Linked DNA regions of Mus musculus: regions 1, 3, 4 and 5 are each linked to region 2. The links are chromatin contacts, called in public Hi-C, promoter capture Hi-C and targeted proximity ligation maps. All regions are on one chromosome and are shown on one strand. The core of a region is the stretch at or near the end of the contact, and the rest is flanking DNA. Distances in the headings are between cores, read along the strand shown.

Region 1 (4,153 bases), core at 1,119-3,618, 2.3 Mb before region 2:
GAGTATATGGATATACACAGCATGTATGTGGGTGACCTTGGAGGGAGAAGAGGGCAGCCGATCTCAGATCTCCAAGAACTGGAGTGATAGAAGGTTGGGCGCTGCCTTGTGCCAGGAATCAAACCCAGATCCTCTCTAAGAATAGCAAGTGTTCTTAAATGCTGAGCCATCTCTCTATCCCCTACTCCATCATCATCCGCTGGAGGGGGTAGCCCTATAGAGTTGCAGTGCTCACTTACTTGTTCCTAGGGGGCACAGGTTGGGTCCCTATAAGTCTCAGGGTCATAACTATCAAATGGCCAATGCGTATGCATAATTCTGTTTGTGCATGTCTGTCTAAAGACACTTTATTTATTATATATTATTGGTTTGTCAGCTTTGAACTTGAAGCAAGAACACTTATAACTCATGCTGAAGTGAGGTGTTTCTTTTTTTCTTTCTTTCTTTCTTTCTTTCTTTCTTTTTTTTTTTTTTTTTTTTCTCGAGACAAGGTTTCTCTGTGTAGCCCTGGCTGTCCTGGAACTCACTCTGTAGACCAGGCTGGCCTCGAACTCAGAAATCCGCCTGCCTCTGCCTCCCAAGTACTGGGATTAAAGGCCTGTGCCACCACTGCCCACCTGAGTGAGGTGTTTCTTTCATACATTTTCTTTGCAAGCCATTCCACAATCTTACTATGTTTACTGTGGCTCTAGGCTTGGGGACCACTTTCAAACGACAAAGTCTCCCACAGGTACATCGACGCAAACAGGCATTTCGCTGAAGAGACTGAATATCTGCTCACTCCGTGACAGCGGAATCAAGCCTTGTTGGACAACGGCCGGGAGGGGACACCTTCCATGAGCCTTGCGCTTTTGGCCAGTCTGCCGCTTTCAAAGTGACTGTAGGAGCATCAGGGTAGACAACTGGGGACCGTAAACGATATTGAGCCACTGAGAACAGACTCTGAGCATAAAGATGGACCGACTGTATTTGCATTGTACAGGCGAGGAAACGGAGATGCCAAAGACAAAGTTGCTCAGGCTCTCAGAGATGCAGAAATCCAAAGTGCACAGCTGCAACTGGAGCCCAGCTGTCAGGCGCCAGGCAAGGGAAGAACAGGGCAGTAAACATCCAAGAAAGTGTTTGAGGAAGCATGGGTTACAGGTTCGGCCCTTCAAACCCTAGCCGTCTCTCTCTCTGACCAGTCCACTTTTGTTTGTTTTGTTTTTAAACTTTCTTTTTCAGTGTTATAGAAAGAACCCAAGAACTCTTGAACGCTAAGTGACCATGTCACTGCTGAGCTACAAAGCTAGCCCTATTTTTATTATTGTTTTTTATTTTAATGACAGGACCTCAAGAATCCTAAGCTGGGTTTAAACCTGTAGACATTATTATCCCACAGCCTACTCCACCTTTGTCCATAGCTCTCCCCTTCCTAGAATGCTCCCCAGACCCGTTCTTTGGCATCTATCACGGCCCTCTCCGGAAAGCCTTCCTTCACCCTACTGCTGTCTTTTCAAGCCACGGAGTAACAGATTCTGTTCTTTGCATCTACTAAGAACCGAGACTTATCTGAAGTGCTAAGGCCTTTGCGAATACAGTTTAATTCTCCCGCCAAAATCGCAAAATGGGTGTTACCCTTTAATCTCCTCGGAACAGAAAGCCAAGCCCTGCCCCCAGACAGTTAGGGTCTCCCCAAGGTCACAGGGCTCTCCAGCGCCGCGCAGTCAGAACGTGGAACCAAGATCCCCTCATTTTCCAAAAGCTGGACTCTAGGGCTCTGCTGCTACACCTGTGATCCCAGCAGAGAGGAGGCAGGAGGATCACAGGATTGAAGCCACTTTGGGGTACTCAGCCAATCCTAGGCTAGCCAGGGATACAGAGTGAGGCAAACAAGCAACAAAAAGCCCTGCTCAGAGCAACTCCACAACCCCATTAGTCTCACGCCCTGAAAAAGGCAACTTCGGAGTGCACACAATAATAAACACGCCCTGCTGCACACGCTATACATCCTGTGTTAATTACGGAAACTCGTCTTTTCCCATCCCCACCGCCAAGGTCCGAAGCCCGCGCAAACACCGCGCGCGCCCTGCACCCAAACGCGCGCGCAACCAGAGCGACTCGGCGCGTGCGCGCTGCGCGTCCCCGGCATAGGGGCGGGCGCGGCCTGCGCTCCGGTGTGCGGCCCGGCGAAGCGCGTACTCACGGCGTGGCGGGTGGCGCCGGCGTTGACTGTGACATGTAGGCCTCGGCGGCCGCAGGTTACGATCGGTTCCCTCCAGCGCGGGTTCCCGACCCAGGCGGAGGCCCGGGACGCCGTCCGGGGCAGCAAGCCCACGGCTGCGCGACCTCCGAACGCCCACATGCTACTCCAGCTCCGCGGCCGCTCCGCCCCGCGCGAGGACTCGGTGGTGCCACCTGGTGGCCGTGCCCCCCCCCCGCCCCCCCCCGCCCCCCCCCCCCCCCGAGCGCCGCGGCTGGGCTCCTGCGCGCAGGTCCAGCACTACAGCCCTGTGCAGACCTTTAACCAGAACCCAGAACCTGCTCTGCGCCAAACTCGCAACGTATCCCTTGGGCAGCACTAGTGTGTAAACACTGACCCCTGCAAGTTTATTCGCTGACAACAATTTTACAGAGTGGTAGTGGGTGATTCTGAAGATACGCTGGTGATCAAAATAGCTTTGCTTAAAAAACAAAACAAAACTAGTTCTAACAGCTAGCTTCAACTGCCCGATCATCTCAAATTCCGCATCTCTTAGGCAATAGAAGTACCAGGCAGCATGAATGGAGGAGGGGCTTCCGTAGCCCCAGGCTCAGCCGAGGAACTATTGGTTGCTGATGGCTATAGGATGAGGGAGGGTGAGTTTTCTTCTGGGATATGGCCTCTGATTGGCTGTCCTAGCTCCATGGGGATGGTCCTACACTGTATACACTGTTAGGGCTAAGTGGAGTCGGTTTAAAAAAAAAAAAATTCAGAGCGGTGGTAGTGTACACCTTTAATCCCAGCACCCGAGAGGCAGAGTCAGGTATATGGAGTTCGAGGCCAGCTTGAGCTACATAGTGAGTTTCAGAACAGCCGGAGCTACATAGTGAGACCTAGTCAAAATAAATAAGTAAATAAACAAATAAACACATAAATAAATAAAAATTTAAAAAGGAACATAAAATTGGGAGGAGGGGTGGGGTGGTTCGGTAGGAGTTGGGAGTGGCAGGTGAGTTTGATCGAAAACACATTGTATACATGTATGGGATTCTGAAACAACAGTAGGAATAAGGAAGTGCCCGGCTGAAGTACCCGAATGCTTCTTGGATGAGGAGTAGTCAGGACTGGTGATTGGTTCTCCTCATAGCTGTTTTTTTTTTTTTCCCCCCCAGCAGCCCCAACAGGTTCCTCACACTCCTGGTAGTTCTCCTGGCTTTTATGTCAGTGTGAGAAGGAGTCTGTGCATTGTCTCGGGTTGCCATTATGACACTGGAGAACTCTGAGCTTCAAGAGTTAAGAGACAGTGTCAGAGGAGTCTTTTGCCTCCAGGGTCTCAAGAAGGATTGAATGACAGCAGCGGTCAGCAGCAAAGCGTTTAAGAACATCCTCCATGTACCACCTGACTTGGGATACTATTGCTTCTGATTTCCCACAAAAAGCCACAAAGGAAAGGGGAAGTTTGTAGTGACTGCTAATGCAACCCTCCCCCTCTCTCTTTCTCTCTCTCCTTCCTTCCTCTCCTTCTCCCTCTCTGACCTGTAGCTAATTTTCAGATATGGAATTGGAAGCCCTGACATATTAAGTGACTCCCCCCTGATTGAAGGGGAGTTAGAACCCTGGCTTCCTGATTTCTGGTCCGAGGGCTCTTACACCCTCTGTCTTAGAAAAGGAGTTTTTCTTAGTTTCAATATCACAGCTCTAACTGGCTCTCTGGGATCATGTGCCCATCCATGGAAGCCAATAGTCTGCAAAACAGTGAGGGCTACGCTACCGGTCAGCATCATGGTCCATTCTGTGCTGCTGTAATGTACTGCCTGAGGCTGGTTAGATTATAAAGAACAGAAATGGATCCTCTGGAGAGGAAGAGAAGAATGCTGTTCCTCACACAACAGAAAGGCCTCCAACAAGCCCTGTGTATAGCAAGGGTTGAGCCCTCATGACCCAGACCCATCCAAAGGCAACATCTTCCAA
Region 2 (4,199 bases), core at 623-3,122:
TACTGGCCTATCCTCAGGCAGAGAAACAATTTCTTACAACCTCCAGGGAGGCACACTATATCCTAGTCCCTTTTGTTTGGTTTAGAAGTTTGCCATGGGATACACAGAAAACATGGAAGCCAAATTTAACAAGCAAATAGCAGCACCTTGGAAAACTATAAAACTCTAGGCTTGTGTGATTGCTCTCCCTGCTTGCCTGCTCCATGCAGTGGAGCCTTGGTAGTGCTTCCTCCCAGGCCTGGGCCAGTGATGTAAACTCTTCCTAATGAGCACACAGGAATCTGACATTGTTCCCGTTGCTCCTTGTCATCAACATACCCAGTACCTAAGCTTGAGCATCCTTAGAATAGCACTTCACACCCAGTGGCTCTCACAGTCAATTCTGTAAAAGTATAAACCATCTTAAAATAGGATTTTACCCCAGGGTGGGAGGGATCCTCAACCAAATAGTCACAGTGCACTTTGAATGACTAATTTACGCCATTACATTGCAAAATAAGGAATAGATCATACTTTTTCATAACATGACCACATAGGAGCAGTTTTAATTTTAAGAGTCAAGCACCTACATTAATCTGAGTCTAATATAATAGGCCTCTGATTTAAAATCTCCTAACATTCTTTCACACTTCATAAAACTAAAAATAAAACCGCCTCACCAAATAGTGACCTAGGGTCCGGCAGACATACTGTATTTCAAGGAAAACTGAAACACTAGCTCTCCAAACCACTACGTGCAGGCAAATTGCAGTTTGTAGCCTTAATTGGTCTTAAATGTGGGGTGGAAGAGAGAGGAGACTTCGGTCTGTAGAGATTGAGATTTATTTCCCTTTTTAAATCAAAAGCAGATCCCATGGTTCAGCTGCCCCCTGACTCTCCCGCCCTACCCTCGCGGGTCGTTCTCTCCTCCCACATTTTTATGTATATTTTATTCGAAGACGACAGGTGAGGGGAGGTGAAAGTGCTTCGTGCCTTTCCGAAGTAAACAGAGGGGTTAGGAGGGTTTATCTGGGTTTATTTATTTACTAGGCGGCCGGCCTCTCAGCTGTTTCTCTTCTCTGGCATTTGGAAGCTTGCAGTCCTTTAGGGATGAGACAGATTTGGCAAGCTCGCTCTTTGTGCCGCCTCCCTTTTCACTGGGGGCTGGGGATGGGTGGGAAGAACGCAAATTTATGACAGCCTTGAGAGAAACGGGGAGGAGGCGGGGGTCGAAAAAGTTTCAGCTCGTATGATAATGCCCATTCCCTCCCACCCCCGCGGCCAACACTGCCACAAACAGCTTTGGTGCCACCCGGAGCCCTGCCCCCGCCGTCCCCTCCCTTTCTCTCTGCAGGCTCGAGCTGGCAGGCGCAGGCACACTTAAATTCCAGCACGGTCTCCACATTCCCCAGAACTACTACGCTCGATTACTACGGCTGCCCTCCCCTTCGCTTCGGGGGGTTCCCCCAGTCTCCTCGGAGAAGCTCGGAAGGCTACTGCCAGCTAAAGGATGTGCGGCTCCCGAGTCCAGCAGGGCTGCGGGCTGGTTGCTTGTCCTGCGCAGTTTCTCTGCTCCAGGCACAAACACGGCGGAGAGCCGGCGCCTCGCAGACACACACAGATCCACGCATACAGTAGAGCTGTCTAGATCCACATTCTTGCACACCGCCCCCTGCTCCCCCCGCGCGCTCCCGGAGTCGCTGAGCAGGGCGAGTGACAGGAGCGTCCCACCAACCCGCGCCGGGCCGGGCAGGGAGGAGCGGCTCGCGGGGCCAACTGCGGCGCGTCTTCCGGCGCCCGTGGAGGCGGCGAGGGTGGGACGCGGGGCGGAGCCCGAGTTTAGGAAGAGGAGGGGACGGCTGTCATCAATGAAGTCATATTCATAATCTAGTCCTCGCTCCCTCTGTTTCTGTACTCTGGGTGACTCAGAGAGGGAAGATTCAGCCAGCACACTGCTCGCGAGCAAGGTAAATATAACTTACAACTCCTTTCTCTTCTCTCCACGGCTCCGGCCTTACAGCAGCCGCAGCGGCCGCCGAACCCCTTGGGCACCGCGCCGCCTTCGCCCCGGATTATGCATCCTTATCCTAATCATTATTTATTGTGCATGCTGGAAGACCAAAACAAACAGGCGGGCCAACCGCTACAACAACAAAAAAGCCCGCCTCTTCCCCGCGGGCCTCAGGTGGAATGCTCTAACCACAGCTCCCGGGTGGCGATAAAAGAAACAAAGTTTCAACCGAACCTCGCCGTTCTAATAATAACAGTAATAATTACTACTTCGAGGGGGCAAGGAGAAGAAATCCCAACATGTCACAGCCTTGACCCTGGGCAGGTTGACAGTGATGCGCTGCCAACTCAGGGTTGCAACACACTCTCCGCCAGGTTGCATCCCCCCCCCCCTCCTATCCCCTAAAAAGCAGAGGTGGGGAGGGCTAGTGGCAAGAGGAGAGGGGGATTTGGGAACTCCGGGCCGGGGGGCGGAGGGGTTGGGAGGCGGGGGACTGGAAACGCGACAGTTCACCCCGAGCCATCCTCCCCGTTAGAGTTGGAAGGGAACAGGAAAGGAGGGAAGGAGGGTGAGGAGCCCGGGCTGGCGGCAGGGCGCCAACCAACACGGCTGCTATTCGCCTCCCGGGGACTTGTTTAAAGGGCTCCGGCTGCGGGGACGAGAGCAGATCTTGGCGGTAGTAGTCTGGGATGGCGCACTGAGCGGGCGGCGGCCACTACCACAGGGTTGGTGCCTTGGGGCTCCGAGGTGTCACCTCCACTCCCGGGGTTCCCTAGGGCAGGGAAGGGAATGTTGATTGGTGACAGGCCTTTAGGTGAAAGGGTTGGCCCCGGGGGCTATGGCCGTGGCGCCGCGGACCCTCTTGTCTGGTACCTAGAGGCAGCGCGGGCTAGGATGTTGAAGTTCGGGGTGTCCAGCCCGGGTCTCATTACAGAGGGTGGAAGGAAGCCCCAAGGAAAGAGGTCCGAGGTGTCCACTAGGCTCTGTTAGCCTCCCCTCCCCTCTCTGGGTTTGTTTTCTTTTGCTTGGTGTCTTTCCTTGGCAAGCGCCGAGGAAGCTGCAGACGCGGGGCGCCTGGGATGGTCTGAGTGTCAGGGGCGCACAGGGACCCGGGAGAGCCACGGCGGCTGAGGGCTGGGGAGGCCATGATCCGGATAATCCTCTCTGCCTGACTGTCACAACAGGACCCGCACGCACCCGGGCAGCGGCCGCGGCGTTCGCCCGGGAAGGGGAAGGGCTGCAGTGGGGAGGAAACAGGGGGTGGCGAAGGAGGGAGGCGGGGAGAGCCGGTGGGAGCCTCCTCCTAGCGATGACACTCACCCCTTCCTTCTTGCTCCCTGCTTTCGAGTTTGCTTTATTCCCATCCCAACATAGTTCACCCCTTCCCTTGCCTCCTCCTCCTCCCCCATCGCTGGGCTGCCTCCCCTCCCATTGGCGTTGCAAAACAGGGCCACGCCATCTGCATAGGTGTCGCGATGTACTTCCCCAAATCACCGGTCCAGCGCGCCAGCCCCTGGGCGCCCTCCAGCCACCAAGCGCACACCAGCACAGTGCCCCCCGGTGCCCCGCACCAGGCCGCGCAGCCTGGACGCAGTGACACCGCTCCGGGCGGGGCGCAGCGCTGAGGACTCTAGGGGACACCCGCGCTCCGGCCCGGGCGCTCACGCTGGTTTCCGGTACCTGCAGGAGATCGCCGGGTGCGGGTGTCTGCATTCACCCCTGCGGCCTGGATTACATTATTATTTTTTTATACCGGTTGCTATTCGCTGCGGATAGTGGTGAGCGCCGGGCTGGTAGGGCTGCCTGGGGGATGGGGGCGGAGGGAAGTTGGACACCAATCAACCCGGAAAAAAAAAGTTTGGCAGTGCTGCAAGTCGGATGGAGGGGCTGGAGGGGGCGGCGGGCTGGCGTGAGTGTGCAGTGCGCTAGGGACCAGTGAGTGGCGAGCTGCGCGGGCTGCGTCTCTAGCCGGAGCACTCCCGGGAGCCGGACGCAGAGCCGGCTGGGTCTGGCGGCGGGAGGCGGTGGCGGTGCGTGCGGCGGCGAGGGCGAGTGCGTGGCGCGCGCGAGCGGCGGAGAATCAGGAAGTCACCGCGGCGAAGCGCACAGACGTGTTTGATCGCCGTGACATGACGCGCGCGAGGGAGGAAGAGGAGGTGGCGGGGGCCGGGCCGCGGGCGCCGGCCTAAGCCGCGCTGTGCACACCGCT
Region 3 (4,500 bases), core at 297-2,796, 2.4 Mb after region 2:
AAGCATCTAAATTGTGAATCTCAGGCATTCTCTTTTTTAAAAACAGAGGTGGTCAGATTAAGTTAAGTTCCCAAGGTATTGATGGATGTATCATGCCCTGTTAGAATAATTTCATATCTATGCACCTCTTACAATTCTATCTTAGAAGTCTGGTACAGGGCCAGCAACTGGTGAGTGGGGAAAGTGGTGGGGGTCATTTTCAGCACCTACTTCACACCATGTCTATCACCCACATATGGCCAGTAGGACCATCTGGGTTCTGACTATTTCCCAAGATAATATCCAATCACTTTTACCCAACCAGTTTCACGGACGTTTTTCCAATGAACAGGCTGCAGTTTTTAAAAACGCATCTTTTCTCTCATCCTTGGATTACAAGAAATAGGTAGGTTTCTGGAAAACATCTTCCAGACTTTAGGATCGATATGTACAATCTTCCCTCCACCCCAAAAGTCCACCTTAGGGGACCCTGGGCAAAACCACTAGGTTTACTAAAGATTACTCCAATTTCAACTCCAAAGCTAAAACCAGAACCTTAGGGTGTTGTTGGTGATTGCAGAGTATTGAATAGTCAGCAGCATACTGCAGTGGGAAGCCCTGGCCGGTGATTTTTACAATTTTTAAAATCACAATTGCACTCATTGGAATGGAATCTAGCCCTTACTACTATTGTTATATAACACGCACATGACTTAAGGAAACTCAGAAAATATGAACAGCTTTCTTGTTTAGTTACAGGCTTTCAATTACCAGGTACAGCTGATTTGGTTATAGTTTTAAGTTATTTTCCCAAGCTTAAGAAAGTTTTTCTTAAGATCTGCAGTTTATTAATAGCCCCTTTCATAAATGCAATGCAACTGTCTCTAACACCTCCAAGAACATTCAGAAACGCTCTCTGCTCCAGTTAGAAAATGCCATGGGAGTTCCAAGAATAGAAAGCATCCACCAGGGTATTTAGCACTCAATTGACAGAACTTGGCTCAGGCCTGCATTGCAAAAAGCAAGACTTCCAAACTATGGTTTTTGCCTCAAGGCCGCTTGTACTTTTTACACTGTGTTAAAAAAGGGGGGGGGGGGCGGGGAATAAATGTACAAAACCACTATTCTTTATGACCATTAAACTGGTTTCAGACAGCAAAACCCACTGAGAAGTCAAAATCACCTTTACAAATCTCATGCTCTGTTGAATCACAACAGGGAACACAGGGGGAAAGCAGTCTGTCTCCAGGTACTGATTCAGAAGGTAGACTCCAAGGTACACAGCTTCCTTGTCCGGCAGGAACACTCCGGGGCAAGAAATCTTAAAAAGAAGAGGAGGGCAATCAAGGGATTGGTTTTTTTTGTTTTTTGTTTTTTTTTTTTTTTTTTGTGCAGAGGGGCTGTTTATCCTAACCTCCCACAGCTCTGAAATGACGCCATCACTGCGTCCTTCACCTGCACTTCCCACCTCTCCTCAAGCTGGTACTCCCGGTTCCCTCCCACGTCTCCGCCAGGTGTCACAATCGTGCTCTGCGGCTCGGCTCCTCGGCCCGCCCTCCGGGATGGCAGTGCGGAAGCGGAAGAGGCTGACGGGCTGGGAAGCCTGTCTCCGGTCTGCCCGGGTCCCCGGGACCGGCCTCCCTCCGCGATGCCGAGCCCCCGGAGGACCATCGAGGGACGGCCGCTGGGCTCCTCGGGCGGAAGCAGCGTCCCGGGCAGCCCGGCCCACGGCGGTGGCAGCGGCGGCGGCAGGTTCGAGTTCCAATCGCTGCTGAACTGCCGCGCGGGCGCGGACCCCGCCTGCGCTCGGCTGCGCGCGTCCGACAGCCCGGTGCACCGGCGCGGCTCCTTCCCGCTGGCCGCCTCGGGCCCCGCACAAGCAGCCCCGGCCCCGCCGCCGGAGGACGCCCGCATGAACTTGAACCCGTCCTTCCTGGGCATCGCCCTGCGCTCCCTGCTGGCCATCGACCTGTGGCTGTCCAAGAAGCTGGGGGTGTGTGCTGGGGAGAGCTCGGCCTGGGGCAGCGTGCGGCCCCTGATGAAGCTGCTGGAGATCTCAGGGCATGGCATCCCCTGGCTGCTGGGCACCCTCTACTGCCTGCTTAGGAGCGACAGCTGGGCCGGGCGCGAAGTGCTGATGAACCTGCTCTTCGCCCTGCTGTTGGACCTGCTGCTGGTAGCTGTGATTAAAGGGCTGGTCCGCAGGCGCCGACCCGCGCACAATCAAAAGGACATGTTTTTCACCCTCTCGGTGGACAGGTACTCCTTTCCCTCGGGCCACGCCACGAGGGCCGCCCTGGTGTCGCGGTTTATCCTAAACCACCTGGTACTGGCCATTCCACTGAGGGTGCTGGTGGTCCTGTGGGCCTTCGTCTTGGGTCTCTCTAGGGTCATGCTCGGGCGGCACAACGTCACTGATGTGGCTTTTGGCTTTTTTCTGGGCTACATGCAGTACAGCATTGTGGATTATTGCTGGCTGTCACCCCACAATGTTCCAGTTCTTTTTGTACTGTGGAATCAACAGTGACACCATCTCATTGATTATTGACACCTTGAGGTCTGAAGGATTCCACACTCGAGGATGCTGACCTAAGCCAGAGCCATCTAGTTGCCCCTCTGGGCAACTTTGGGAATTCTGGGATCCCACTGTCTTGACAGGTTCCTAGACCGGAGCGCATGCTGGCTATTACTGAACACGGCCATACTTGAGAAACAAAGTCTACTGTGTATTTGACAGCTATTTATCACCAAGACAACTGTAAAGAAATCAAGCTGGCTGACTGTATGATTGCTATTTACTTAAAGTTGACAACGTTAATGAGTAATTCCCCTCACCCCCCAAAAAAACAATGTTATTACTTGTAAATTAAAATTTAAGAGCCATTAGCTAGATAAACCATGTGCTATTCCCACCCTTTACCTGCAGTAAATTTTAAACAATAATTTTAAAGTTCAAAACAGATTTTTTTTCTCCAATTTAACTCTCTGAATATGTTGCCATAATTGGAGCTTTTTCCTTCTTCTGATTCCTTTAAGCTCTCCCACCCTTGTGGACTTGGTAGTTAAGAGGTTCCACAGAGTATTTTCCTTTCTGCTCCCAGTACCTCTCAAACGATCTTTAGATAGTTAACTTCTACTACTATTTAACGTTATCTTTTAGCACTCATAGAACAAACCAAGATATGGAAGAAGACATATTCAAAAGGTGGGCTTGTCTAAGGTTCCCACAGAAATGTAAGTATGAGCCTACTGTTTTGTTTCCTAGTCCCATGGACAAGTAGCATACCAGGGGGCAAGAAGCTGAGCTGCTGGGGAGAGTCAGGGGAACTAAGAGCTTAGAAGGAGGCAGACCGGGAAGTAGGCCATGGCCAGGGGCAGGAAATGAAGCCCTGCTGTCGGTCACCTCTACTAAATCAAGCAAATGGTCCTCTATTAAGTAAAAAGTAGAAGAGCAATGTGGTTCTTTTCAGTGTGCCTGCATAGCGTTCCTGTGTGTACCCCAAGGATAACTGTATGCTATCCTTTCCCTATCGGTCCCACTGTGCTGTGTTCAGCACATTTTAGGTAACAGGACACAACTTGAAACTTTTCAGGAGAGCCTATTGCCCTACGTGAGCATTAGGTAAAACTCTTAAATTTCTGTTTACATTGAAAGCTGTTCATTCATGGCGCCCCCCCCCCCCCAATCATAAGACCAAAGATGACCAAATAATATGGTAGACTCTGATTACAGTCTGACCTAGAAAGACCAAAGAGGGGTATGCTCATGACATCTGTAAATGCTGCTGTGTCTGGAAAGAAAGTCTTTAAATCACTGGTGAAAGTGGCATCATCAGATAATCTCAATGGCCACTTGTTCTGGCATTTATAAATAGAAAGGACTGTGAGCTGTGGGCTATGGTCTAATGTTCAAAGATATGGGTGGACAGGACTGTGGAAGATGGACATGATAAACCAGTTCTCAGTAGGAGGAAGTAGGACCTTCGAGAGTGGGAGTCTGGTACACCCATTGGAACAAGTCCTTCGATAAATAAAACAGTTATCACATTCCCACAACAACCTAAACACAGACTACCTCTCCCCTCATCAGATCAGCTAAGCTGTGAGGTTCTAAGAGGTCTAGGTGTGTTTAAATTTCTGAAGATCATTTTTCATTATAACATTCAGGCCAGACACTTGAAAGTGACTGTTTGTTCTTATAGTGTCCCCAAGTCTGCTAATTAAGGGCCCACTTCTACTTTCTAGTCGCACTTCTGAAATTCCATATTTTGTTTGCTGGGGCCTGAGTTTGCTGGCTTTTAAAATATAGATCAGATCAATTTACCCGACTTCATGAATAATCCTAAATTCTCTGGAATAAAAAACTGATTTCTTTGTTAATTACTTGTACGATGAAGGATGCCTTTAAAAAAAAATCAAAATAAATTAAACTGGTAATGTTGAATGATATGAGGTGAAATCTTTAATTTCTGCTTTGATGTAAGAGAGATCACTTGGCTTCTTGGGGGCTCCTTCCTCATC
Region 4 (4,478 bases), core at 1,093-3,592, 2.1 Mb before region 2:
ATGATTTCCAGGACAGCCAGGGCTATACAGAGAAACCCTGTCTCGGAAACTTCCCCACCCCCACCCCCTGGCAAAAAAAAAAAGAGAGAAAACCTAAGTGATGATTTATGGATGTGACTGTCCACTGATCATCATCGGTCTTTAATTAACTGACATTTCCAATGCTGTTAATATAACTCCAACTACAGAGATGTATCACGCTGTTAGAAACCCAAGTCAGAGGTACCTTTATCTAGCCACGCCCTAGCTTGGTGGGAAATGGGAAGTACCTGTTGGCAAGGAAACAACTGCTTCCTTCCTGAGCAAGGGAAAAAGATGAAGGTGACAGATGGGCAGAGCAAAAAAAGCAGCCACGAGCTGCTCTGGCTTCTCATTGGCAAGAATTTTAAGAATGGAGACGTGACTGGATAGCTTCAAGTCTATCAAGGATTGAGAGAGTATCGTCTGTCTGGGTATTCTCCAACACTCAACGGTGCTTCTCACACATTTACATTTCACAAGTGTTAAATCTGAGATGGCAGCAAGAGCCTTGCCTTCACCTGTCTCCATGTGAGCTAAGACTACAAGGCACCGTCCCCCTGCTTGTTTAGGACTATACCCAAAAGAATGCACTTTCTGGTTAAAAATGTTTTCACAAAGAAACTTGTCATTTCTGTACTTGTATTAGTGTGATTTACCAGAGTTACTATGAAAAGTGTTAGAAAATGTCCGTAAATATTTACTTTATATACTGAATTTTAAAACATTTGCTGCAAGTGCTATTTCTCCTTTTGTCGTTTTTCCCTCCCATCCACCTTTCTGCCTAGGACATTAAATACCAAGGGCTCCTGGGTAAACTAGACAACCAATGGACTGATATGACTAACATTCTTTTTAAAGCTGTAAGTAGGTAAATTCTTCAGTAGATGTAAAATAGCAACCATTGAAAACACCAAAAATTAGTGTGCCATGAACTATGGAATTTTAAAACATCAGTTTACTAAACTGAAATTCAACATTTATATTTTCATCAGAACTTAATAATCCCATAAATAAATAGAGCTCTCAATTATTTAAAAAATCAAGGGATAACATATGTATTTAGACATATTAGCAGCGTAAAATGTATGCTTCAACACACTTATTGATAAAAAGTCCGAAAATATTACTACACTGAATTCAAGGGCATCCCCAGGAACCTGACATAGAAATTCTCTAGAATAACATTTCAGGAATTTCCAAAAAGAGGGAAGAGTCAAATAGGAAACGGCTTTAACGTAATCGACAAAGTTCAGTGCTTGCTCTAACTTGATTTTTTTCTTTCTTTTTTTTTTTGTTTGTTTTTGTTTTTTTGTCTCTCCATTGGGGGAGGGGGATTCAAGATGAGTGAGTCACTTTGAGGAAAGTTCATCTACTGGAATAAAGGGGGAGGCTGCTTGGGCGGGCGACACAGGAGAGTCGGTGGTAGTGCTGACTTTCGCTGGTGAGTTACAGGAAGATCCGGCACTGCTGCTGTTTCCATCCAGGGTATCGGAAGATACGCACACACCGGGGTCTGACAGCTGTGCAACGTCAGAAGACAGCATGTTGGTGATGCCCTGGAAAAATCTCTTTGGCTGATAATCAGTTTCCATTTCACATTTTCTTTTCAATGGTCCAAGAACACTTGGTCTAATGCAGTTGATGGGACTCTGGCTTCTCCGGGTGGTAAATCGGGTGGTTGGGCTGGGAATGGGACTTGGAGGCAGTCCGTTGCTACTCACAAAACTTTGCAAGGACGGTGAGAAACACTGCTTCCCAATTCCCCGGGTCGGGGACGGTGCCGGAGACACCGGAATGAAATCGATGCGCTTCGGGGAGGCGGATTTCTCCACGTCGTTGTCACTCAGGCTGAAACTTTCCTCCCAGGAGTGGCTTATCTGCATTGCGGTCTGCACCTCGCGCTCGTGAACGGTCTCTCGGTTGATCAGGTCCATGCCCTCCTCCTGTTTGATCTGGTGCAGGCGGCTGCTGTGCATTCGGACCGGCGAGGCCGGGAGCAGCAGGCCGTGGCGGCTCGGGAACGTCGTGCTGTTCCGTCTGGCGCTGGGCGCCTCGGCCTGGAACACCGGCGACGAGTCGCTGAGGCCGTGGATCAGGGGGGCGCTGTTAGACCTCCGCAGGCCCCCGCCGCCAGGGCCGCCGCCCTCCGCCGGGCTCGCGCCCGCGGGCAACTCCAGGTCCAGCTCCATCTTCTCCTGAGCCATGGCGCGGCCGGGAGGCGGGGGCGGTGCTCAGTCAGGGCCCTGGGACTCCCATTCCCCGCGGCCCAAGGCCGCCGCCGCCGCCGCCGCCTTCGAGAATCTGTCAGCGGGTTCGCGCCTCTGCGCAGGCGTGCCCCTTCGCGCAGGCGCCCTGGCACGCCCGTTCTCGCGGCGCCAGCTTAGTGCGTCATGGCTGCGGCGCCGCGGCGGGGGCAGGGGGCGAGCAGTGGTTGGGCGACTCCAGTGTTCGTTTCTTCCGCAAATAGTCACTGGGCGCGGGCTCGCGGGAAGGCAGGTTACGGAGGCCGGGGCATTGAGAAGTGTATGTGCTTATGAAGCAAGTGTGAGCTCAGAAAGATAGGCCCTTGGTGATGTGGGGCTTCATGATTGAGCTTGGCCCGGCCTGGTGGGCTTCCCAGAGGGAAGTCTGAAGGAGGCCACGGCGGCGCTTTGTAAAACTGGACTGGAAGCAGGGAGCCACTGCTACCCAGCTAGGTGACAGACAGGAACCAGGAGGACAGGGTTGTTAGCCTGATGGTGGACAAGAGCAAGTTCTGGGCTTTTTTTGAGAACAATGAACTCCCGGGCGTTCTCAAGGAAGCATATTAGGGTACAGGAGCAGCCTTTGGCTGAGGTCTGAGGAAGAAGACATGGGATTAGAACCTACAGGGAAAAGGCCAAAGAGGAGGTTGATTTACACTAGGACAGAATCGGGGAGGGCCAAGAGAGAATAGTAGACTTAAGGCGGTTGGGAGGAAGAAGCTTTGTGACATCTTTTTTAAAAAAGTTGTCATATTTCTGCCGTTAACCGTGCACATACTAATGTTCACTTGGTGTGGGAATCCAATGAAAGAAAAAAAAAAGACACATTCATAGATCAACAGATTTTTAGCTTATGTAATTAATACAAAACTTTGTATCTCATTAACAGGGAAGTTGTATGTGTTCATTTATTCAGTCAAGTCTCCTATTCGGGCATACCTACTTACTATGTACCAGGTACTGTGCTAGGAAATGGACTTGTGTGAGGACATTCAGTTTCTACTGGGTGGGAGTGGGGGATGAGAAAATAGGGGACTTTTGGTGGTATGGCTGGAGGTAGAAGTGGGACGGTGTGGTCAAGCACTACCTATATATAGCCCTTGAGGGGCAGTTGGGCAGAGTTCAGTTGTAAATGACAAATCCTGTGGACTGTGGGAGGTGGGGGCAGGGCCGAGTGTTCCAACCAATGCGAAGGGCCAACATACCCACCCGTCTGGGGAAGAACAAGGAAAGAAAAATCAAGAAGGAGACAGGTGACCTGAGAGGTCAACGGACTGAGCGCCCAGTCCTATGATTATAAGTCCCTGAGCAGTATTAGGCAGGGGAATAATAGGCTTGGGCTTTATCTGTTATGGTTTGAGATGGAGTCTCACTAAGTCATTGCTCAGGCTAATCTCAAACTTCTGGGCTCTAGTGATTCACCTCACTCCCAAAGGAAGTAGGGCTAAGGGCATATCGTGCCACACTCAGCATGGTTTTTGCTTTAAACACCATGGAATGAGCTGAAAGGGGGCCAGAGGCAAGAGTGGAGGCCAGAAGATAGAGTAGAAAGCTGCTACAGAGAGCAGAATACTGGGGTAGGGTTGTAACAGTAGGGAATGGGGAGAAGGGGATCCACTGATGTCATCTGGGATGAGATTTGCCAATAGGTTAAATTTCGGTGTTCAAAGAAATAGGGAGGCGGGGAGGAGATAAGGGATTTTTGGAGGGGAAGCTAAGAAAGGGGATAACATTTGAAATGTAAATAAAACATCTAATTAAAAAACAAAAAAAGAAATAGGTAATTTAGATGGTAATGTCAAATGAATAGGAAAGGTACATGGGGTGGAGGTTGAGTTTTCAGTTTTGGTAGGCTTGAGGAGTTATATATACAAATCTGGCCACTTTGAGCTAAGAGTTTTGTTTTGTTTTCGAGACAGGGTTTCTCTGTGTAGCCCTGGCTGTCCTGGAACTCTCTCTGTAGACCAGGCTGGCCTCGAACTCAGAAATCCGCCTGCCTCTGCCTCCCGAGTGCTGGGATTAAAAGTGTGCGCCACTACGACCAGCTTTGTTTTTGTTTTAAGATACAAAGGTCAGTGACAGTCAGCTTTGCACAGCTTGTTAATGGTGGGAACCAAGACTTGAAGCTAAGTCTCCTGTTTCCCTGCCCATATATCTTTCCACTTGGTCTCAAACAGGTTTTAATTGAAGTTCTTACTAAGTATGGATCCTGAA
Region 5 (4,074 bases), core at 791-3,290, 2.1 Mb after region 2:
AAGCTAGCAGGCATGCTCTTCCATATGGATTTTTTTCTACCTCAATTAAAAATATTGGCCTGTGTGTCAACTCTGCCTAAAGTAGGTAACTAGGAAAACTTGAAACTTTGGCATCTTTTAATTCAGTTCATCTTAATACCATGTTCAAGGTTTCATTTTGCCTCTTTCTCCTTGAATAAAATTGTATTTTCGTTACAAAGACTACCTATGTGTCTTTTTTTCTTTTACTTCAGTCCTGATTGAGTTTATCAACCAGCCAAACATTAAAGAGTTAAGCCTGTATTGGCACCTTATTTATACTATAACTTCCTTCCTCTATAGAGAAATAATTGCAGAAAACACAGGAAATGGCTTCTCCACAAAGGGTAAGAGTAGGTTCTGGCTCCTTTCCCAGGATCAGCAACTTCAGAACAACTCTTGCCATCTTGGAGAATTACAAACTAACATTCCAACTCCGGTGATCAATAACTATGATGCCAATATAGACAGAATGCCCTCAGGCCTACTTTACTAGTAGTAAAGGCAACGGGGGACGCGTTTCGGGGAGGAGAGCTAGTGAGAGAGAACACTGGCAGTCCTCCAAAATCAAATGATCCTGAATGCCACATGAAGAAAGGCAGAACTTTTACAAAGCATCACTTCCAGCCATTCAACTGTCCCCAGTCGGGATTTTTTTTTTTTTTTTTTTTGGGTCAGGCAAAAAATCCACCCCACTAGGTATACTCCAGAGTCCATCCAAGGAGAGTCACTTTCCAAACGGGACAACTCCAGGTATCCAAACTCTGCTAACCGGAAGAACTTTGGTAGAATCGCCAATGAAACTGGTGGAAACATTGGATGGACCAACGATGGCGTGAAGAAAAGCCACTCTACCTGAACTGACCTCAAGGGAAGCAAGGAGACAGGGAATCCACCCAGAGCACACAGAAGTAATTACTCACTCTGAAGGAGGCCTGAGTCCTGACAGGAAAGAAAAGACACGAACTAAGTAGCAATAAGAATGGGAAGAAAGCCTCCTTCAGTTCAAGGGGGAGGGGCTGGAGCTCCTCTAAATGAACACTGTAGCAGATCCTAGTAAAGGCCTTAAATGTCAGCAGTTCTCACTAGAGAAGGGGGGGGGGTGCCCTCTCACACAGTTCTCTCTCTATAGATCATTTCCAGGGACAGCCTTCATTGTTTTTCTGCAAACTTTTGCAGGCTGCACCTGCTTTGTGTAGCCTCACAGGAAACCAAAGAGAAAAAGGAGGAGTAAGAATTTTTAAACTAACCCAAATTCATTTTTACAATGAATCAAAATTCCTAACGTAGTCTAAAAATTGAAGTCCAACGGGCACGGAGACATTTAGGGAACCGGGCCTGGCTACTTCCCAATGAAGAAATCGTGACTCATCAAAGCTTCAGAACGGACACAAGAGAGTTTGCATTTGTCTGGAGTTCACCTTCGGGCCAAGAAATGCTCTCCACTGTGAGCCTCAGTGTTTTTTCTAGATGCTTAAGTTTGGCAGGGGTTCTTTCTCTGGGTCCCATAACCCAGAGAACTGGTCCACTGGGGGGAGCTGTATAAACTTCTCTTTCCTCACCAACTCTAGGGCCACCTGAGACCACTACCCCCAATTCAAGAGATGTTGAAGTCCTAAAGCTCTAAGGAATTGGAAAGGTGTCCTCTCCAATTGCAATTGCTGGAGTGCAGTCCCTGCGGGCACTGCTCTGGAGAATTCCGGAAGTGATCCCCTACACTCTATCCCATGGGACCTAGCGGATGTCAAGGAAGACAAGCCAGGAAGGGAGGTACACAGAGCAGAGGAACCAGGAGTGGCTAGGGGTGCGGGGTCAAGATGTGCGGCCCGGGACAGTGGGTGAACACCCCTCCTGGGGTCCTCAGCACCCTCCCACACACGGCACACCCACACACCTTTGCCCCGCGGGGGGTCTTGGGTCCTAGCCTCAGGGATCTCCGGAGGTGAGCGAGGGGCGGGTCCGGAGGTGAAGTGGAGCCTTCCCGGTGCTCTGGGCAACCAGACCGCCCCCGCTCTCCCCCCTCCCCCTCCCGCGGCGCGAGCGAGAGAACGCAACAAAACAAAACAAACTCGTGCCGGCTTCCTGTTGTGCAACCACTTTCTGAGTAAGTAAGGGGCTGAAAGGCCGCCAGTTAGGAAGCCGGGCTGCGGGGGACCCTGCTGGCCAAAGCACCCGGAGCCGCACTGGGGTACATAGGGCCCTGCACTGTGACCCTGTCCGGACCACGGGGCGACTACCCTCCCTGCCCCCACGAGTGTCGTTTTGCTATTGCCTCCCAAACACACTACCAGATCTAAGGGCGCGACCTCGACGAACCTTTTTGCCAAAAAAAGAAAAAAAAAAAGGAAACCTCCAAAAGTTTCCTCCAGGTACCTACTTGAATCATCCATAGTAGGATGACAAATCCGCCCTGGTCAAGGTTTTCAGACACTTGGGTGAGTTTCTCGTCCCCCGGGTGACTTGTCAGCTCTAGTGAGTAACTTGGAACTGTTGCTTGGGGCAAGGTGTGTGTCTAGGAGAGCCAACAGCTCACTCACGCTTTCCAGAAAGTGATCCCGACCGACTTCAAAATAGACACAGGGTCATTTATAGGGACCGGAGCCTTGAAGCGGGACTCGAGACAGACATTTCCCAAACAGTGCTGACATTTTGTCCCCGGCCCATAAAAATGTAAACGCGAGGTGACAAACCCGGCGGGGAGTGCTAGGTGTCTGAATGTGTCTGCGATTTCGTGGCGTGGGAGGTTACAGTTGAAAACTTGGCGGCTGCGGGTCGATGCACCGCTCCTAACTAGTAGCTGTGCCCCCAAACCCGAGGACCTCACTGAACAATGGGGACACCAACTTGGATGAGACGGAGAAGTGAAAAACAGCCTTCGTGGCGCCCCATAAACACGTGGAAGCCGAAAAGACAACTACAACCCCGACTGTGAGCTAAAGACCTCAAAGTCCCATCACTCCCCACTTTGCCAAAGTTTCCCTAAGTAGGACCCCGGTGCTCGCCCTGTATCTGGCCCTGATTGTGTAACCTTCTGGTACCTGTATTTTCAGTTAAAAGGCACGGAGACTCTCCCTCATAAACGAAACTTCCACACCTTGTTGGTTTCCTTTCTGTCTACACCCCGCGCTCTTAGGTAACTGACAGCCAGTTTGATGGCTAAATGAGTATTGCCATCAGCCTCGGTAAGGTGTGCCTAGGTCTCTAGAAGCCCTGTGAGTCTGGGGGAGTTGGTGTGCTCCTGTCCTCAAACCCGTGCGAATGCCACCAAGCCGGCATGCAGAAACTCTTTCTAATCCCGAGTTTGCGTCCCCAGGCTTGACCGCCCCCACACTCTCTAGCGCCTTCTCTCTCTGTCCCTCGCCTGCAGAACAAAGTTCCTATGGCATCCACTTACCAGGTAACCGGATTTCCACAACAAAGCTAGGCGAGCGAGTCCCTTCTCCCGGCCAGCCCGCTCGTGACAACACTAGCGATGCGTGGGTGGAGGCTGAGCCCCCTCAGCGCTCCACGCCGGCTCTGCCTCCTTCGGAAAGGAAAACTCGCATCCAAGCCCGTGGCCGGAGCGCGGAACTACGGCCGGAGGGCCGTGTGTGTGCCCGCGCGAGGCTGCGACGGCGGCGGCCCTGGGAGGAGGAGGCAGGGCAGCGGGCCGACTCTCCGCATCAGCTCCCTGTCCGCGCTACGCACAGGCACACTCCAGTCATGTCTTTACAAAGTTGAGAGGCGACTTCATGCCTGGCCCGGGGTGCTCATCCTCGCTCGGGGCCGAGGGCGACGCCTGGAGGGGCCGGGCTCGGGATGCTGGCTGCCTGAGCTGGGTCGCGGCTAGAGAGCGCCGGTGCGAGCCTGGACCCGGGCCCGCCGCGGCCCCGAGGTGCGCGGACCCTGGCGCCGGTGCCCTTGCGCGCCGCGCTCTGGGCTGCCCCGGCGGCGCAGTAGGGACGCGGCTGCAGGGAGAGAGGGGAAAGGGGGAAGAGGGCGGGAGGGAGGCTGCCAGGCGAGGAGTGTGGATGTGTGTGCGGCCGCGAGGGCCGGCCCGCAGCCAGCTGCTTCCTG

The links. Promoter capture Hi-C pulls out the DNA fragments that hold promoters and counts their contacts. A called contact is a pair of places that touch in the nucleus more often than the background predicts.
Region 1: a Hi-C map of B cells shows a contact between it and region 2, with 5 read pairs. A contact is called at or near these places in 2 of 484 Hi-C or Micro-C datasets (B cells and the G1E-ER4 cell line).
Region 3: a contact with region 2 is called in a targeted proximity ligation map of astrocytes, with 6 times the contacts expected there. A contact is called at or near these places in 3 of 39 promoter capture datasets (liver and pre-B cells) and 1 of 130 datasets of targeted methods (astrocytes).
Region 4: a contact with region 2 is called in a promoter capture Hi-C map of liver, with 2.7 times the contacts expected there. A contact is called at or near these places in 4 of 39 promoter capture datasets (the 3T3-L1 cell line, the C10 cell line, liver and 1 more).
Region 5: a contact with region 2 is called in a promoter capture Hi-C map of embryonic stem cells, with 10 times the contacts expected there. A contact is called at or near these places in 1 of 39 promoter capture datasets (embryonic stem cells) and 3 of 484 Hi-C or Micro-C datasets (all in embryonic stem cells).

Annotation. Positions count from the first base shown.
Region 1 is chr19:24,278,222-24,282,374 of GRCm38.p6, forward strand. It overlaps Fxn (frataxin), which reads right to left and starts at 2,369. Exons shown (of 5, transcript NM_008044.3): 1 at 2,186-2,369. The coding sequence starts at 2,344.
Region 2 is chr19:26,603,288-26,607,486 of GRCm38.p6, forward strand. Smarca2 (SWI/SNF related, matrix associated, actin dependent regulator of chromatin, subfamily a, member 2) reads left to right here and starts at 1,873. Exons shown (of 33, transcript NM_011416.2): 1 at 1,873-1,946. Gm52395 (a long non-coding RNA gene) reads right to left here and starts at 3,223. Exons shown (of 7, transcript XR_003952911.1): 1 at 2,864-3,223; 2 at 1,962-2,762.
Region 3 is chr19:28,962,374-28,966,873 of GRCm38.p6, forward strand. It overlaps Plpp6 (phospholipid phosphatase 6), which reads left to right and starts at 1,547. Exons shown (of 1, transcript NM_028922.3): 1 at 1,547-4,428. The coding sequence starts at 1,628. The coding sequence ends at 2,506. It overlaps 4430402I18Rik (RIKEN cDNA 4430402I18 gene), which reads right to left. Exons shown (of 14, transcript NM_001374140.1): 3 at 1,163-1,300.
Region 4 is chr19:24,475,132-24,479,609 of GRCm38.p6, forward strand. It overlaps Fam122a (family with sequence similarity 122, member A), which reads right to left and starts at 2,343. Exons shown (of 1, transcript NM_026520.3): 1 at 648-2,343. The coding sequence starts at 2,225. The coding sequence ends at 1,371. The region is part of intron 1 of Pip5k1b (phosphatidylinositol-4-phosphate 5-kinase, type 1 beta); the gene reads right to left.
Region 5 is chr19:28,676,184-28,680,257 of GRCm38.p6, forward strand. D930032P07Rik (RIKEN cDNA D930032P07 gene) reads left to right here and starts at 2,041. Exons shown (of 5, transcript NR_045330.1): 1 at 2,041-2,122. It overlaps Glis3 (GLIS family zinc finger 3), which reads right to left and starts at 3,894. Exons shown (of 11, transcript NM_175459.6): 1 at 3,413-3,894.